Linked DNA regions of Zea mays: region 1 is linked to region 2. The links are chromatin contacts, called in public Hi-C maps. All regions are on one chromosome and are shown on one strand. Each heading gives the region's core, a stretch centred on a gene start, on an enhancer-like site or on the middle of the called end of the contact. The rest is flanking DNA. Distances are from core to core; before and after follow the strand shown.

The links. A called contact is a pair of places that touch in the nucleus more often than the background predicts.
Region 1: a Hi-C map of bundle sheath shows a contact between it and region 2, with 2.5 times the contacts expected there. The contact joins the promoter of LOC100191922 here to the promoter of sbp23 in region 2. A contact is called at or near these places in 2 of 25 Hi-C or Micro-C datasets (bundle sheath and tassel).

The regions. Positions count from the first base shown.
Region 1 is chr2:195,625,629-195,628,328 of Zm-B73-REFERENCE-NAM-5.0, reverse strand. It overlaps LOC100191922 (3-hydroxy-3-methylglutaryl-coenzyme A reductase 2), which reads right to left and starts at 1,434. Exons shown (of 4, transcript NM_001137346.1): 1 at 431-1,434; 2 at 1-168. The coding sequence starts at 1,365.
Region 2 is chr2:195,067,148-195,069,847 of Zm-B73-REFERENCE-NAM-5.0, reverse strand. It overlaps sbp23 (SBP-transcription factor 23), which reads left to right and starts at 1,360. Exons shown (of 3, transcript NM_001143473.1): 1 at 1,360-1,814. The coding sequence starts at 1,513.

The DNA of each region.
Region 1 (2,700 bases), core at 185-2,684, 560 kb before region 2:
ACATCCATGTCAGGGAAGTCGGCCTGGAGGTAGTCCAGCACGTTCTGCACACCCTTGGAGACCATGTTCATCCCCATGGCATCCCCTGTGCTGCAGCTGAACCTCATGTACAAGTTCCTTCCTGCAATCGCACACTTCACTCCCTGCAGCCTTCCAAATCTGCTCGATCTGCACAAATATTTCCCAAACCAGGTCGGTCATCACATAATCCCACCATCAACCCTCAAGTTCAAAAAGTGGGCAACCGTACAGGCAATTTATGGATTAAAAAAAGTGACTGATGACAACTGCTACTGCTTTGATGGAGATGGATGCACATAGACGTGTCGTCAAGCCCAAGAGACGCGCTAGCCTAATGGTAATCGTTGAGCGCGTGGAGCATGGGTCGAAAGGGACAACGTGACGTTGATTTGGAATCTAGCGTTCTTACCTGTTAAACACCACGGCCAGGGTGTCAAAGTTCGCTGGGTCCTCCAAGAAGGCCTTGAGCTCAGCGGCGCGGCGTGCAGACGGGAACCGGACGACCGGGGCTCGCGTCATCCCGTCCCTGAAAACGACGCTGGAGGCACCACCGGACTCGGCAATGGCCTTGCATCCGCGGTTCGTGCTGGCGACGAGGCAGCCCTCGGTGGTGGCCATCGGTACGTAGAGGCGGCGCCCGTCGAGCAGGAGCGGTCCGGCGACGCCCACGGGAAGCTGCACGTACCCGACCGGCAGCTCGCAGCATTGGCCCAGGATGGACGCGTAGTCGAACCCGTCGAGCGGGAGCCCGTCCATATCCCTTCCGGTGATCCGGCGCAGCGCCTCCCTCCTGATCCCGGCGGCCCGGCGGCAATCTCCCAGCCTAGACTCCAGCACGTAGGACGGGATCTTCCCTGCCACAACCGCGGCCACGATCTCCTCGTCCTCCTCCGGCATTTTCTCCGTCGCGGCGGCGGGGCTCCCCAGCAGCGCACACGGGGTCTGCGCAGGCGTCGGCGGCGCCCGCGCCCGCGCGTGGCGGGAGTCGACGATGAAGTCCTCGTCGTCGTCGCTGCTGGAGACGACGGACTGCACGAAGGCGATCCCGAAGAAGCTGAGGAGGTAGATGAGCGACGCGACGAGGCCGCAGATGGCGAAGATCTCGGCGGGGGAGACCACGTGGAGCGGCGTGGAGGCGCGGATCTTCCCCCGCCACCGACGCATCAGGTACACCAGCGACGCGGCGAACAGCGCCGAGAAGATGAGGTTCGTGTGCCGGATCGGCAGCGGTAGCGCATCACCCGCCTGCACACGCACCCGCTCCCCCTCGGCCCCGGTCGCCTGCTGGCGCCTAGGGACGCTCCCGTGCGGCGGTGGAACCCTGCGGCGGACATCCATATCCATAGGGCGGACGAGGCAGCGGTGGGCTCGCTCGTCGGCGCTCAACCGCGCGGCGGAGCGGCGAGGAGGACGGGGGTTTGGGGATTTGATTTGGGGCCGGGCGCTCTCATATAGCTTCGCCGCCGCTACCCTTGAACTCAGCGGAATCGTTGACAGGCTGGGCCTACCATGGTTCGTTGGGCCCCGGTCGTGCCTGGCCTCTCCCGGGCCGCTACTGCTACAGTTTGACGGTTTCGTATGGTTTCTGCAGTTTGGATGGTCTGTCTGGAGTCCGGACTCAGGACTCTGGACAGGACAGGTATACGCCTAGATGGTGTCCACTTTGCAGCCCTACGTTTCTTCGTTTCTGCTACAATAGTATACACCTCTAGTGCCATGTCACGTACGCTCGCTAAGTGGGGGCGGATTTGGGCCCGGGCCTCCTGGCCCCGTGACCCAGGGCGCAGCCTAAAAGTTCTCTTCAGCCAAAAAATCTTGTTTAAAATAAATTTCAGTCCAAAAATGTAGTCTAAAAGACATCCTGCTTGCAGCGATTGAGCCTAGCGCTAGCGACCTCCCTCTATCGCTCGAGTCACGAGAACACACTCTTTCAATTATTTCGCAAATCTGCGTGGTTGCGCTTCCTATATTGCTAGCGGCATGACCGCCTCCCTCTAGTCCTCTATCATTCTCCACGCCTTTGGGATCCACAGATCCGGCAATGGCATAAGGCAGCAACCTTCGAGGCGACCGGGCGGGCTCTGACTTAGGCATCTGCCACCGCTAGTCCGACATCTGCCTCCGCCAGTCCGCCTCCAGCCTCCCTGCGACCCTGCAGCAGCGACGCGCGCGCGACCTGCACTGGCATCACGCCACCGCCCATACAAATCTGCCCCTACCATTACATCTTCTCCCAAGCTATACAACTTCCTCAATCTGATTCCCTTTTTTCTTATTCATAGGCAAGGGCGGAGTGCCTCCTGGCCAATGGACAGTGACTGTCTGCTACAATGTACCCGTGATTCTCCCCTATTGTAAGTAATTGTTCCCAAATGTTCGATCCACATTCCCTACCTGTCATAGTTCCACTGGATTGATTTAAATGTTACTACCCTGTTCTTAAATAGTTATCGTCTCCTAGTTCATTTTTGAACTAAATTGTGAAAATGAAAAGACGGAGTAGTACATCATTATATTTGTAGAGTGACCTGTGACGTTAATTTTACGGAGCTCCGCCACCGGGCACTAGTCGTCGGTGTCCTCTCGACACATCCTACAATAGTAGTCCAGTTTTGCTGAACAAAATGCCAATCCTGTTTTTTTAAATGTAAAATATATTTTCATATCAAATCCACTAAA
Region 2 (2,700 bases), core at 111-2,610:
ATAAGTGATGACGATTTAATATGTGCACTAAACTTCTATGTGCATACTATATAGTCTTTTTGTGGATGGAAACCCCCTGATCCACTGCAACCGCATCCTGTAATAACAGTGCAAAATATACGGCGGTTGAGACACAGCAGCCTCTCACCTCCTCAATAATAGGAGGCACCGCTCACGTCCTTCCGGGACCCGCCACCACCAGCCGCACGGCCATCAATAGTGCACCACGCCGCTGTACAAAGCTACCAGTGGCAGCTGCTGGCGCCGGCCATGGCCATACCTGCACGAGCGCGCCTGCCTCCGCTGGCCTGTTTTTCTGTTCGCTCTCCGGTCAGCCATGGTGGCGCGCACAGCGCTGCGTGCCACAGTGCGGCCTGCCGGCCGCTGCCGGTGATGCTCACGTTCCAGGCCTGGGCCGGGCGGCCTACTGTTGCGCGCCACCAACCACGTCAGCATCGACGACACTTGGCGACTGGCCCACCCATCATCCCCAGTTCCTGAGAGTCCTCGGTGCTGTGTCTGTGCGCGTGTGATGGCCTGATGGGATCGCCGGAGGTAGCTGCGGCTTTTCTAAAAGAGCCAGCAACAATTCTCTTTTTCTGTCTTTCACTTATAAACTGGTTCACTATGAGGCCCTGTTTGAAAGCAAGTGGAATGAACGGGATTGAAGGGCTAAAATCACTTACTATTTAAAACTGAATAGTGAGAAATTCTAGCTAGGCTACTTTAGAAATCTCAAATCCTCTTCAAGATTAGAGAGGATTGAGGTGAAAATGAACTAATTTCCTCTTCAATGTCCTTTAATCCTGAAGGGGATTCGATTTTTCAAACTAGCCCTCAATCCTTCTCGTTACTCTCACTCCCGGCATGTTTGGTTTGTGGCTAACTGTGCCCCATTTTACCTAAGGTTAGTCGTTCGAATTGAATAACTAACCTTAGGCAGAAAAGTTAGGTAAAATGAGGCAAATTAGGCATCAATCCAAACGGGCCATAGTATGGCCGGCCGTGGACGGACGGACTTTTCCACCACCACACACGCGCGCGCTATATAAGGCGCGCAGGCCGGCGCAGCCAGCAAGGAAACCAACAAACAGAGCAAGCAGTTGGTGGCGCATGGAACAGTAGTGTGCGGCGCGAGAAAAGAGGAGCTTGGTGGTGTGGGTGCGGTGGTGGCGGCCGAGCTAGCAGCAGGCTGCTGCGACTGGGAGTGGGAGGGAGCCGAGCGGAGGAGGTGCGTGTGGTGGGAGGTGGGGACGGCAGCACAGCACACACAGGCGCACACGCGCGCGCACTGCACCACACACACGCCAAAGCGTTATTTTAAGGGCGGCGCCACCACTGTTGTCGCCTCCTTCCTCACTGCCTCCTCCTACCCTTCCCTCGCTGAAGCCCTCTCGCGCCTCCTCCCACTCCCACTGGACAGAGAGGAGGTTAGTGGAAGGCGGGCTAGGAGGCTACGCCGCCACAGACGCGAAGCGATAGCGTCGGGGGGAAGCAAGGAAGCGGGTGGCAATGGCGACCGGCGGCGGCGGTGGGAGCGACGACTTCCACGGGCTCACGTTCGGCCAGAAGATCTACTTCGAGCAGGACGCGGGCGCCGCCGGGGGGAGCGCGACGGGCGGCAGGAAGGGGAAGGGCGCCGCGGCGTCCGCGAGCGCCGCCCAGCCGCCGCGGTGCCGGGTGGACGGGTGCGGCGTGGATCTGAGCGCCGTCAAGCAGTACTACTGCCGGCACAAGGTGTGCTACATGCACTCCAAGGAGCCGCGCGTCTTCGTCGCCGGCATCGAGCAGCGCTTCTGCCAGCAGTGCAGCAGGTTCAAAATCCCGAACCACTCTTTCCGTTCCCGTCTCCCAGTAGTCCAGTACCAGGCGCTGCTGCTCAGCTCTGCTACTACTACTATATTCCGCTCGTGATACCGTCAGCAGCTGAATGCACCACATGTCCACACACACACTCCAATTCAGAAGCCAAGCCAACCTCTGCAGTTGGCTGGCTCATCTCGTTCTCGCATGGGATGCTAGCAAGCATGCTGCTGCCTGGGAGAGTACCGTTGGTGCACAATTGTCTTGTCTGGGGGTGGCCGGGTGGGCGTCGAAGTTGATTAGGGATGGATCCGGATATTTATTCGGATGTCAATTTTTTGATCTTCTTTCTTCGATTGTGAACAAATAACATATAGAATTTGCTATGTAAATTTATATTCTTGTTTTTAGCATTGAGGCTATTAATCTTCACAAAAAATAAACATTAAATTCATTCTAGATATTTTTAAATAATTGATATAAAATTCGGATGTCTATCCGAATACGGATTCGGATGTTTTTTCACCTTTTTTGTTGTAGGGAGAAAATAATGTACATAAAAATGTATACAAAAATTTATTTAAATACTTCATAATATTCTTCATAACATTGCCAAAAATTAGCTTTAAATTATATGTATATCTATGCTAAAATATTAGATTTGTGATACAATTCGGATGTTTTAGGAACATCCCTAAAGTTGATGTAAATTTTGGGCAAGTGGAATCTGACCAGAATAGTAAGGGACATAGATGTGAGCATTCACAGTATCTTGTCTCAGCACCACATCCAGTATATACTACTATAGGAAGCCTACATTCATCTTCTTTTTTTTTCCTTATCCTACTGTGCTGGTAGCCTATGTGAATGGCTATTGGCTAGTACAGTGCACCAGTA